Linked DNA regions of Lactuca sativa: region 2 is linked to region 1. A link is a contact called in public Hi-C data. All regions are on one chromosome and are shown on one strand. The core of a region is the stretch at or near the end of the contact, and the rest is flanking DNA. Distances in the headings are between cores, read along the strand shown.

The links. A called contact is a pair of places that touch in the nucleus more often than the background predicts.
Region 2: a Hi-C map of seed shows a contact between it and region 1, with 6 times the contacts expected there. The contact joins the promoter of LOC111878174 here to the promoter of LOC111878195 in region 1. A contact is called at or near these places in 2 of 4 Hi-C or Micro-C datasets (leaf and seed).

Annotation. Positions count from the first base shown.
Region 1 is chr5:222,670,183-222,677,376 of Lsat_Salinas_v11, forward strand. LOC111878195 (QWRF motif-containing protein 4) reads right to left here and starts at 3,895. Exons shown (of 7, transcript XM_023874703.3): 1 at 3,064-3,895; 2 at 750-1,758; 3 at 528-647; 4 at 334-450; 5 at 167-256; 6 at 1-74. The coding sequence starts at 1,682. It overlaps LOC111878173, which reads right to left. Exons shown (of 13, transcript XM_023874685.3): 7 at 7,165-7,194; 8 at 6,745-6,891; 9 at 6,325-6,486; 10 at 6,131-6,224; 11 at 5,826-5,944; 12 at 5,704-5,748; 13 at 5,242-5,607. The coding sequence ends at 5,371.
Region 2 is chr5:222,797,740-222,804,933 of Lsat_Salinas_v11, forward strand. LOC111878174 (eukaryotic translation initiation factor) reads left to right here and starts at 4,415. Exons shown (of 9, transcript XM_023874686.3): 1 at 4,415-4,826; 2 at 5,699-5,770; 3 at 5,883-5,978; 4 at 6,384-6,584; 5 at 6,754-6,848; 6 at 6,926-7,013; 7 at 7,123-7,194. The coding sequence starts at 4,668.

The DNA.
Region 1 (7,194 bases), core at 2,645-5,144:
CATTCATCAAGAAGAGCCCTTTCATGTGATACCACAGTAGCAAGTTCAGATACCAGACAATTTGGTCCCTCCATCTGTATATATATAGATTTTGAAATCAGTAACTATAAACATTATATACAAAAACTTAGGATATATGATATATCACAGACAACACAAATCTCACCCTTGATAGAGTAGACTGTATGGAAGATCCAATTGTTTCCATCACTTGGATAGCTGAACAAAGAGAAGACTCCAAAGTTTCAATATCCACCTGTACAAATATAAAATTAAATTTCTATTCACTGAAATTACATTTTTGTCCTATTTAGTTTTCAAGAACTGACATACCATTGCACCTCTAGTTACAGGGACCCGAAGAGTGCTTGACTCTAGATCTTCATTAGCACCAGACAAAGCAAGTTTGTGCTCCTTTTCAATTGAAGCCCATTCATTGAGGTAAGTCATCTGATCCATAGATATCACAATATGAATATGGAAATAATATTGGGTTTATTAAAAAGTGTTATGGGAGAATGAATTACTTGTTGATTTAAAACTGAATAAAGTTTTAGCTTCAGTCTCAATTGATTGAGCTCAATCCTCTTTGCAGCTACTGAATCATGGAGTTCTGAGGTACTTCTCCACACATTAAATAAAGATTTCTGCATCATGAAATATAATAAATTTAGCTATAATAAAGACATCAAACAAAAGTGTATTGCTATTTCTTTCATTTAATCCTTTTAGAAATAAAGAAACCAAACCTTAGCAGTTGATTTCTGGGAGTTGAAGCCAGCTTCTGAAGTGGCATTAATAAATCTCCACTGAATTTGTCTATTGTGAAGTAGTCTCAGATAATGAGCATCTTCTATCTGATCAACAACTCGTTTTCCCTTTTTAATATCAGCAATAAATGTGAGAACAGAAGCTTTATTTGAGTTGCAGGGTTGTCTCAAAGGACTACAAGACCTTCTAGAAGGACTGACATTTTTCAAAGCCAAAATAGATGGCTTGTTTGGTGTAACAGCAGGTAAAGATTGAGACCTTGAAGAAACAAGATTCGACATTCTTAGTAGATTGTCATATTCCAACTTTCCTTTATCGGAAAATGACGATAATACCCTCGCAGGATCACTTGTGGATTTTCCTAAAGGCTTAGATTTAGAACTTGTTCTGCTAGGCCACCGATGTTGTTCCACTAGTTTAGAATGTAAACTCTCTAAAGGTTTGGAGTTTTCCGATTGGTCGATGACATTTTTACCCTTGAGTGGACTTCTTTTCCTCTCAGGGGTAGACTTTCTAGAAGGTTTAAGTGATACATTTGATGATGACTTTAGGGTTCGATCAGAAAGAGCTTGAGGAGGTGGCTTCTCTTTCTTACTAGTGGGCATGGAAAATGAATCAGATTGGAAAGAAACACTTAGACTACGCATTGGTGAAGGAATTGCCTTTCTGGTTATCACTTCCATATTGATAGATGTATCATGGATTGGGGTGGAGGGGTATGATGGTAATTTTGGTGTTCCGGGTCGTCTTCTTTCTGCAGATATAGCTCTATTTGGTGTGGATACTTGTGGTGTTGTAGCTGTTCTTGTTGTGTTTGGAGAAGGACAACGCCTTGGTGTAGGTGATTTGTATCTAGAACTAACTTCCCTAGTCTTTAAATTTGGCCACATTGGATTAAGCTCTTCTATCATATGATCAAAAACATTTCCCAGATCCTTAAAAACAACAAATTGCTTTACAGAGTGATGCTATATCACCATAATTGAACTGTTACAAATAGATAAAGAGATGTTATGACCAAAAAGGTATAAAGTTGATCAAAAGCATAGGTCTTTACTCTTTGTACTTTACAGGTACACCTAGATCTTAGAATAAGAATTGTCTTGAAACTTGAAGCTTGAAGCAAAGATATGTAATTGGGTGTATGTCTTTAGAATACAATATCTCCCTGAATCCTAATCTATCAAGAAGATTTTCAGAAGTTTAAAGAGGACTAAATTGCACTTTACAGACCACACTTACAAAAGAAGAAGAATCAATTCCTATGATCGGTTTAGTTTCTTTCTCAAAATTCAAAAATATTGAGAGGAAAATGGAAGGGAGAGACAATCAGAATCTCATTATATATATATATATATAACATATTGGAGTTGAAAAAGTGAAGTCTACGTGTAGGTTTTTACAGTCAAAGTTTAACCATATAGAAATAGACAAATAGTTGCATTAAATTTAAGATGGTAATAATGTATAGAATCATAAGGGTTGAGGAAACAAACATGGAGGACCATGTGCAGAAGAAGATCATTGTCTATCTCCATTGATTCATTGAATCAGCTCACCAAGACAAACATATATTTATAATACATATAAACAAGAAGGATCGAATAATGTCATAAATCCATGTAAGGCATGTCTGAACCTCAGATCGGAAAATATTTTTAATACCATGAAAACTCCTGAAATCTCATTTTCCATTTTGGATTTACTTATTAATTGATGAAACGAAATATAGTATTTGATGAGTAGATTGATAAAAAAGCTATTTTACTCATCGAATTTGCAAATTTCGAGACTGAGGTACGATTATCGATGTAAAAACCTGATATGATAAAAAAAAAAATTAAAACCTCATAATTTTGTAGTACAAGAGTAACATTTTATATGAAGTTATGAGCACTACATGATATAATGTCTGGATTTTGCAGATCATGTCCCTGATTTGTGGAACAGTGCCGAATTCTCAGAATCGGTGGAAAACACATTGTTCTGAAAATTATTATTTTAATACCATCACGGAAATAAGATCTCCACTTTAAAGTGGATCTATTGTCTTCTTCTTTTTTTACACATATTAATGCTAGCATAAACCCTAGATTAGAAAACTATTAAATCAAACTAATTAAAAACGGCGAATCTCAATTGATCATTAATGACAATAAGTTTGATCACAAAAGTTAAACACAGCAGTAGTTTTTTTAAATATTGAGATTGAAATATAAGAATCTAACAATCCTAACAGTTTATAAATTATAATAGTAATTTGAAATTTACACAGTATTCATGCAAACTTACGCAGAAAGAGACCAGAAAAAGTGATCTGAGCAGCGATCAGTTATGGTGATGAAATCATGAAAGGTGATTTGATCGATCGGAGAGTTGAGGAGAGGTATATGAAGAGTTAAATCCTGAAGTTTTGATTGGTTAAAACTGAGGATTTGAACAGGGAGACGTTGTTGAAGGAGGTGGAAAAGTATGTTTTGGCGCCACGAGAGATCAACTTTAATCCAAGGAATAATCTTTTTTATGCTTAAGATAAATTAGGGGTGTTCAACTGTTCATTGCGGATGAAGTGGAAAGCAAACCCGATATTGAGAATCGGTTTGATTCGGAACCGGATTAATTATAAACCGTATACAAACTTGGATTTTCATTGTTTATATTTAGGTTATTTAACATTTTGATCCGTATTTCAGAAGACATAAATATTCTTTACAAATCTAAACCAAGAGAAATAAATTAGATGTTTTTGACTTTTCATCCGGTAAAAAAAATATTACGATAAATATAGTAAAAATCTTTGTATATTTTATGCAAATAAGTATACATATATAAACAATGGATATCCGATTTGGATTTGATCTAATCTGGAAACCGGATTTTTGACTAAATTGGATTGGATTATCCGATCCACTAGATTATAACCGGATCATATTCTAGAGACAAATTTAGATTTGATATAAAATTTGCCAAAGTGCGGATCCAAATCCATCATCCGGTCAAACCCACCTCAACCCGGATTGAATTTTGGTGGATCCGGATAGGATTTATGATTATGTCATTGAAATCGGATCGGATCCATATTCGTGCACTTCTTATGGTCAAATTTGTAACATTTTTTTATGTTTATTTGCAAAATCCAGTATATAGATTTTGACCAAACTGGAGTTTATAAAATACAATAAATTATATCAATGTCATCTAGATATTAAACAAATTTCTTTGTTTTAATACGATAGATTTTCAAAACTTATTTGAAATAACTTTTAGATTATAAATTTTTGTTTAAAATAAAAGTTTTAGACTTTTACTCCTAAATGAAATGTTTTCTTTAGTTTGATATTTTTCGTAAAATCTAAATAGGCGAAAGCTCGTTGCCAAATATACATACATACACTTTCAACATACAAGTTGAACTCGTTTGTTGATGATCAAAACTCGAGGTGTATAAATGTAAATTTTACATGTTGAATATCATTTGGATTTTAGATACTTCAAAACAAACAACAATAATTTTCAATTTTTCTTTTTTTTGACAAAAACTGAAAGGGTGTAATATTTTATTTCAAAATTCAAACAAAACTTTACTTACGAAGTAGAGGAAGAAAGCCATACCATAAGTCCATAACCCGGTATACAAAAGATAATTAGTATAAAGTTTTAAACCACACAAAAATTCAACTTTAGCACATGCTATGTAACACAATATTACTTATATCAGTTATATAAATCTTAACTGCAATCATTAAATGCCTTTAACTTTTCACAATAACAACCACCATGATGTAAAATTGAAGCATCTAAGTCTTCATGACATGCCACGTGTCATCTACACAAAATTCTCCTCCATTGCTTCCTACCAAAATGTTGAATTGTTTACAACTAATTTTTCACGCTCGTCAATAAATAATAGCCATGGAACTTGTCCAACTGTTTTTCAGAATAGATTAAAAAAATATATTAAGCCACATAAATAGGAAACAGGTAACTAATAGTCTAAAATTCTAAAAACACTTTTTTGCCAATTAAAAATAATGAATAATTTTATAAAACATATTTTGCTCTACAAGTTTCCATCATTTTGTCTTTGTGAATGACCGGTAATAAAATATTTTTAGTATCAAAGTTTCCGATTACTTTATGATTACCAATCATTCAAATTCATAATTTAATATAATAAAAGAAAAGTGCATGAAATGGAACTAAAACACTTGAATGTGAAAAGGACAAAACATCTCCAAACTTGAACATAAAGCATGTTTGGAGGCTAAAATCATGAGAGATCATGTGCAAATACCTACAAATCGATAATTTTAATAATTTTAGTCCACTTAAAAAAATTCAATTGTACCAACTGCATCACTAGTAGTACCATTGACAACCACAAGTCCCATCTTTTCATTCCACTTATAGGCCTTCAACTAACCTAGAAGTTGTACAATATTTTTATTTTAATCATAATATAACGAAATGTATAGTCAAGTCTTTTTATCAGATTATGCAACGAATTTGATTTCTTACCTCATGTTACATAGATAACGTATTTCTAAAGGATCAAAATTTGTGGACTATTCAAATAAAATTCTATTTTGTATGTTACGTTTAATATTTATTGAATCCAGAACTTTGAGTCCTTCCAAAAAGTGATTCAATGTCATCAGCTTTGTAAAGATCTAGACTTTTTGCCAAAGCAAAACCAGCATACATCCCATCAACGGCTGCACTCACGATCCCACCTGCATACCCTGCACCTTCTCCCACTGGATATAATCCCCTCAATGACATGCTCTCGAAAGTGTCTGGATTTCTAGGAATCTGGACAGGAGAGCTAGTTCTAGTCTGCAATGAGGGGCCAAATTTGTAAAAAGTAAAGACTTAGAGGGGAGAACATGTTTTTGTTAATTCATTATTTTTGGAGGAAACTAGTAATATTACCTCTACTCCATGAAGAAGGGCATCATTGGAAATGAATCCTGGTAACTGAATACAACAAGAAACATTATTTACATTCAAACTCATGGATTTTTTGAAGATTGTGCAAAGTCAAAGTAAAAAACCTCTTGGTCAAACGCCATGATTGAATGCTGTAATGCCTCTGTTATATGAACAGGAAACAACTCATGCAGATTTGCTGCCTTCACCCCTAATCGGTAACTTGAAGATGGTATATTACTTGCTGACACAACAAAAAAACCCGTTAATTGAGGGAGGGCATTTATGTCTTTTGCTATCCCTGTCCCACTCTGTTCTACTTTTTTGGATAAAACAAAAAATTGCAACTTTTGTCACATCAACAATAGTCTGCTCAGACTGCAGTGTAATACACTGGGGCTTAAGGACATGAATCAAATCAAAATTTTACCAGACAATTTATTATCCATGAAATCTTTAACGTTTTGCACAGGGACAACGAAATTTCCACCTCCCATAATAGCTGCTCTTTGTTCGAATTCCCTCTGAGAAAATACAAACGCGTTTTTTAAGGAGAAAAGTTTGTATGATTTTGTAAATGAAAAAGTAATAGAGCGTATGAATGTTGATGATGGAAAGAAGTACCTGAAAGTCAACACCTGCAAGAGGTCCATGAAAACCAAGATCATTAAAATCCTTTGGTGAAACAGTGACAGCAAGTGCAGCATTAGCCCATTTAGATGCTCTTCGAGAAAATGACATGCCATTTATACAAAGTTCTGATGCGTCTATGCTCGTTACAACCACCTGTAGATGTTTTGGAAGGAATGGAATCCGTCAATGGAATGGAATCAGTCAAAGGAATTGGAATCTGAAGGAATTGAAATGTGTCACGCATTTGGTTAGAAGAGTTTGTAAGGAGGTTTTTGTTTCTCTGGTAAAAGGAGAATGGAATTCAATTCTGATCATTTACCAACCAAACACCTCAAGGACTGGAATCTCACATTCCAATTCTGGAGGAATCCACAAACCAAACACAACCTAAGATTCATGTTTTTATTTTACCTGTCCACCAGGGCACATGCAGAAAGAATAACAACTCCTTTGTGGTGTATCGTTATTATCTTCTCTTTTGACATATTCAACAACCTTGTAATCTGCAACTGGTATTTTCCCACGTCCACTTCGAACCTCATTGGCCAATTTTGAGTACTATATGTTTAAAAGATTAAAAAAAATTAGAAAAACTATAGATATGCCACTTAAAAACATCATTTTCCTCCCTTTGTCACATAAAAATTACAATAAGTTAGCCTTGTTATTTTGTCTTGATTGAATAGGAGTCTAGATACTTGATAAATATTAAAAGAACTAGTTGTCAAAACAATCTTTAAATGGAAATTTTATGATTGTTTATTTTGATGCATTGCAAGTTTCATCAGATGGAGGGAGAAAGTAGTAAATTTGGCACAAAATATTTCCAACCTGAATGATGTTTATCGATTCTTGTGGATG
Region 2 (7,194 bases), core at 3,165-5,664, 130 kb after region 1:
TAACCCATGTGTGTTAGAAATTTGGGTGTAGAAAGGCTTGGAAATTCTGAGAATTGTGATAATCACTTTCAAATCGAAGTATTTAGTGGTACTCCCAAATCCTCAATTGGATAAGACTCAGAGAGACAAGAACCGAGAATGTTTGATGATATTTTCGTGTGTACCAGAAAATGAGACCAAAACCAACTTTAATATCTTTGTCTGAAAACTGTCATATGACAGTTATAAACTGTCATAAAACCATAAAAACTGTCATAAAAACGGATATATGGATAAGGGTCAAACCAATGGTCAATTATCTGAAAAATCAATTTTCTGATGCATTTTTAATATAGTCAGGGGCTGCCGCCCCTTGGACCCCGCTCCCAGGGGCGCTGCCCCCGGACCCCCGTTCGTTCAGGGGCTTCGCCCCTAAATGACAGTGTACTTTGAAACTTGATCAAACTTAAACAAGTGTGTACTCCACACCTTCCTTACTTGTTTAATATTTATCAAGATCATTTTTTGTCAACACAAAGTAATCTCATTACACTTAAATAACATTGATGATCAAAAATCACCAACAATGTGTTCTTTTAATGGTTTTTTAAAACAAAGTGACTTTTGGTTTTCCATACTTGAGGACAAGTTATGGACTCCATTAAAACACATAATGATCATGAATTAATCTACCACATAGGTTACAAATAATTCCTATGATCATCTAAACATCATAAGATCAAGAACATGAATATGAACACTTTCATGAATCAAAAAATTACACTTAAACTTTGTATTTTTTGATAATTGTCATTGTAAATGGATTATCATGAACATTACACCATCTAAAACAAGTTTTCAAGTACCAAAACAGTTTAGGGTAATGTTTCTAGTCCATTTCCAGCAACAAAAGTCGAAAATCTGCATTCTGAAGCTCCTACTCGTCGAGTGCACGAACCTACTCGGCGAGTAGGATGAAGATACACATGAACTCGGCGATTCCCCCATGGACTCGGCAAGTTCATCAGGCAGATTGCACAAAATCGACTTTTTTCAACAGTTTTGCATCAAGTATCATACAAACAAGCCTAGGCTTTGATACCACTGATGGGTTTTGAGCATTCTAACACTTCCTAAGTGTACATGCAACCCTAATAACCTTGGATCTATGTTTGTCTAATAATCATGCAAAGTTGTTTTCCAAGGTTATGAACCTATCTAGCATACATGGGGTACAATTTTCTTTGTATAAAAGATAGAACTACATACCTTGTTGTTGAAAGTGTTCCTTGAAACCTTGTGAGCCTAGCACCTCAAGTGTGATGCCTCAAATGCTTCACACAACACCAAATGCAAAGAATAAACTTGAGACAATACTCTAACACATGCAAAATCGGCCAAGCCCTCTTGTTTCTTAGTGTAGCCGATTTTGGGGAGAGTTACATTGCTTATATAGTGTGTTGCATTAGGTAAACCCTAATGTTCCATGACTCTTCATTTCTTGATCCATGGGTTAACTCCATGGAGCATTCTATGGGCGGAACCCAACTTGATAAGCCATGGAGCCTCTTAGCCCACTATATAAGATATGGAAGATTTACATAATCTACCTATATATTTAATTAGTTATCTTTTGATCACTTAATTAATTCTAAATTAATTCTTGATCAAAACTAATTAAATAATATTATTAATATATTAGAACTTATAATATATTAATAAACCATATGTGTTATTTCTCTTATTTAGTTTATCCAATTACATGGTGCCATGCAACCCAAATGGACCATGCCGGGTCGGGTCAAGTACTTACTAGAAATAGTTATGGATTTAGACACCTTATCCAACAGCATGTACCAGGTCAATAACCCATTTTTGGTCAATGATCTAGTACGCCGTGCATACAAGCTGAGTACACTGGGCGTACTCAGCCGAGTTGAGTTCTTTGACTTTTGACTTTGTGTAGGATTTGACCAGGTTTGACCTAAGGGTATTTTGGGTATTTTGAGTTATATTTGAGATTGGTCATTATTTGATGTATAGGTGACTGGTAGAGCTGATATTCGAAGCAGTGACCTATTCAACTATCTGTTCAGACTCAAAAGTGAGTTTTCCTCATTGTACTTGTGGGTCGAAAAAAGCAATTATGGCCCGCTGGGTTATGTATCTTGGTTTTGAGGATGTTGATATGCTGTATTGATATGTTAGGACTGAGTTATGGTATATAGGATATTGTTATGTGATAATGATTTGTAGATATACCTGTTAGTCTATTGATTGGTTATATGATTATTTATTTACTGGATATATGTTATCTGATATGTATATGTCGACAAAGTTTGGTCGGGTTGAGGCACATCTGCTTTGTGCGGAAGCCAACAAACCGGGGAGTAAGCCATACATAAGCTGTGTGCCCGAGTGGCAAGCCAGACTTATGTTGTGGGCTCAGGAGTAAGCCAACCATAAGTTGTGGGCCGAAAGGCAAGCCAGACTCATGCTGTGGACTCATGAGTAATCCAGTCTGTTAGTTGTGGACCCAATATGCATGCTGTTATATGTTTGTGTGGTGGTACTTTGGGGAAACTTAATAAGCTTTGACTTACGGTTTTTAGTCTCATGTTTTTGGTACTTCAGATGACCGTGGCAAGACGAATGCGTTATCGTACACATCCTTCTATGTCATGTTCTTGGAGATTTATGATACACTGATATTGAGACATTTGTAGTTTATACTTGATTTTGTTATGTTTTTTAAAAAAACAATGGTTTCTTCTGATTTGAAAAATGATTTTTTTTATCGTGATTTTGGCATGTTCAGGATCATCTTTAATGATTTGAAACATATTGTAGTTCACATGAACATATTGTTTTGCTAAATTTTTTTCATAAACAGTGAGGGAAAAGATGTTTGGTTAGCCGTCGCTTAATAAATGATAGATAACATGAGTGTTTAAAACTTTTCATAAATGTAACAACAAACATGGAAACTATTTTAAGACCACTTGTGGGTCCTAAATCGATTATAGTTTGTGGAGGGGAGAGGTTTCAATAACGTAAAAGTTTAACAAGTTTTTTTGAATATGAATTAATTCATTGATACGAATAAAATCAAATGCAAGAGTAATTACTAAAATTCTAGAATTAGAATTACAAAAAAATATGAAAACCAACTTCATAAATACATAAATTGAAAGCTCATCATACACATAAAATTCAATTACAATTAATCTAATTGTTTTGTTACTCTTTTATAATGAAGTTAATCCTTATATAACATTTTTAAATTGTGGAATAATTGAATAAGTAACCTTTGTTTGACAATTATCCAATTAGATGTTTATTTGAGTTTACATTTTAATTATTTTTTTATCATGTAACTTTGAGATTAAATGAAATACCTATATTTAACCCATTTATATTACATGTTAGATTAAGAAAAAAATGAATAACCAATGGTAAACCCATTATTCTAACATATCAAATTTGAAAACATCAACATATTTAGTTAAATAATTTTTTTAGTATAAATCTAATCCCAAGTAGTTTAACAAATCATTTTGATCCTAACATAATCTAACAAACCAACCCTAATTATGTTTTACTTTTATATCCATAAGAGAGTGATAAAAACTAAGGACGGAAACGAGATGAGAAATTGACGGTGAATACAATCCATATCCCTGTACCGACCCTAACAAGGGAAGAATCCCAATAGGTTATGGGGAACATTTGGGGGTGTGTGTGGGGGGGGGGGGGGTAGCCATTTAGTATTTAAAAAAAACAAAAAATCTTAAAAATATAAACAATAATTATGGAGGAAAATAGTGTCATACCCATCACCACCTAGTGTCTATTTCATATATGAAAACAAATCCCCAAACAATAGAGACTTCATAAAAGACCATTTGAGTTACATATCATAATGCTCCTAAAGAGGAATGTATTTCCTCACAAAGGAAATAATGCACGGGGACAATACTAATAATTCAGAAAATAGATCAAAATAAAGGATACATATTGACAGGGGATTGGACTTGGAAAGAGATCGAGATCAACATATTTTCTACTATTTATCATGATTATCTATGATGATGGGTTGATCCGAACCAAACAAGCCTTTCAACGTTGGATCATCACAAAATCTCCATCCCGTTACTCATCAAAAAAAGAAGCCCAATCCTATTAAGATCGACTCCCTACTAGTATACGAACATACAAATCAAATTTGCATCCATACTAAAAACCCTACATAAAGAGTGAATAATACAAATAAATATAGGGACTAAGATAACGATTTCACAAAGTTAGAAGGTGTCCTTTGTACTTGAAGAAGAAGGAGTTATAAACATATTAAATACAATTATCATCCTTTCAAAACCAAAAAAGTACACAAAATGGGGGAAATTTTCGAGTATAAAATAGTCTAAATACGATGCGCAGTATCGCACCACCAAGTTAAAGGGTTTCTCTCTCTCCTCTTTTTTCTTTCTCTCACTTCCTCCAGGAGAGAGAAAGCTCCTTCCCTAATCTCTCTTTTTCTCCATCTATCCCTACAGAAAACCCTATCTTTCATATATATCAAGATTTGTTTGAATCTTGATTTTACTTACTTTAGCTGTGTTCGTCAATCGCCGATTCAACTTTAAGCTTTTTGTTCGATTTGAGCAAAAGATAGAAACAATCGAGGTATGCAGGCTGATCAGACGGCGTTGAGCTTGAGACCTGGTGGTGGAAATCGAGGAAGAACTTCTGGCCCTCGCTTTGATTCGTTGGCTTTCGGTTCTTCTGATCTTCCTGCCCTTCGACCTCATGGCGGTGCTGGCGCTCCATCTCTTGCCGCCTTCAAGGTTGTTACTTTGGTTTAACCCTAATTGGATCTGGGCTTTGTATCTCTTTGAACCTCATCTTTGTGGGTATTTAGTTGATTTTTTTTCCTCATCTAGTTGATATCTGTTTTGTTTATATTTATCTAGTCCTCAGTCTCATGTATTGTCTATTTTGTTAATACGTGAATATTGTGTATATATTTCGATCTCCGATGCATGAGCAGCGACTTATGTTAGTTTAAATCAAACCGAAAGTGTAACATATCGATTCAAGATTTTCTTTGATTGACCTCTGATATGTGGTTTGTGGCAAACAGGGATCTGAGAAAGAATGTCCATGATTTACGTTTAATAGGATTTAATCTTATGACCAAGGTTTTTGGAAACAGTAATTTAAGATATTCAATATATTCTGTAAGCTACATGAGAATTAGATTCCCATAGAGAAACCCACTGAAATTGTGTTCGCATATGCGATGCTCATTACCCTTTTTATGATTTTCATTTGAAGTTACCTTGAATTCATTACAGGCACATTCTTTTTTCAGAATTAGATAATATCTGTATCTCCACAATTATTTGGTTGTTACATAGTCTCTCTAATTGATAATTAGTTTCAGACATTCCTTTTACTCAAGTAATTGATAATTTCCTATGGAAGCAAGCGTAGTTCTATAGAATTCCACTCAACATGTTGAGTAATTTGGCAAGTGGGTATTGAGCATGGATATCTTAATGAGTTTTTGGTAGTTAAAGATTGTCAATATAATGTAACAGAGTTCTTTTACTAATATGTTTGCTATTGGCAATTTGGTACATATAACTCTTTGATCTTTTTCTTTCAATAGCCTCAATATTAACTTTTAAATTCATTAATTTTTGTCTTATTTTAGAACAATGATTCCCGATTCGAGCTTCGTGAACGTGTTCGTTTCACCAGAGATCAGCTGTTACAACTCAGGGAGGTAATGCATTAAACACTGCATTTAAGCTTCTTTTTTTGTCTTCTAATTGTCTTAACACCGATTTAATGTTGGTTTTTGATACGCATTAAGTCTGTTTTTTATTTGGTGGTAGGTTGTAGATATACCCGAGGAGATACTTAAAGTCAAACAAGAAGTGGAAACTGAATTTTTTGGGGAGGCCCAAAACTGGACCAAATCTGAAGGAACTGTAAGCACCAAACATTTCATATCATCTTTATGTCAATATAACAAAAATTGCAACTTTTTGTCCTATCAAAAAAATGACTATTGTCAAAGTGACAAAAATTGCAACTTTTTGTCACATCGATGTCAATGGGACAAAAACGGTTAATTTTTTTTGTCTAATCAAAAAAGGTGTGACATGGACTTTATGTCAATATGACAAAAACTGTAACTTTTTGTCCTATTAAAAAAGGTGGGACAGAGACTTACTCTTAAACTCTCATATGTGCAAATGCCCTTCTCATCCGTAGGCACTGTGAACCAGAGCCAGTGTGCTATTGTAGGCACTGTGAACCAGAGCCAGTGTGCTATTGTTTTTTATTTGTGAAAATCAATTTTAATTTTCCAAGAATGTTTTATTTATTTACAGGTGGCAGTTCCTGCTCAGGCACGCTACTCTGAGCCTGACAACCGGGACTGGCGTGGAAGAGCACCGCCTCCTGTGGAGGAGCGGTCTTGGGATTCCGGTAGAGAAAACCGAGACTTTGGTGGCAGGTCTGATGGGAATCAATATAATAGGCAAGATTCCAACTCACAGTTTGGTAGATCACAGGCCTCTCCTAACCAAGGGGTGAGTTTGTAAATTAAATCTTTCTTCTATATTGTTATATATTATTGACAATGGATTTCTCAGTTTCATTCATTTTGCGTGTTATAGCATCCTACTTTCCTTTCTTTCTTTTACAAAATTGTAGTTTAATGAACAAATGATTGAAAGTACATTGCTATTTTTTAAACAGGGTCCTGCTCCTGCTCTTGTCAAAGCTGAGGTGCCCTGGTCAGTTCGGAGGGGGACTCTCTCTGATAAGGATCGTGTCTTGAAGACTGTAAAAGGGTAAACTAGTAAAAAAACTCTACTTGAAAAATCATAATCCATTTATTCAAATTATCATTATACCTTTTGATTTTCAGTATTCTGAACAAGTTGACTCCGGAAAAGTTTGACCTCCTCAAAGGTCAACTCATTGACTCAGGAATCACAACAGCTGATATTCTCAAGGTTTGTATGTATTATATATATATATATATATATATATATATATATATATATATATATATATTACATAACAAATTAATAATAATATGGTGGTTGTTTATGGAATTTTTAGGGGGTTATCTCGTTGATATTTGATAAGGCTGTTCTTGAGCCAACTTTTTGCCCAATGTATGCTCAACTGTGC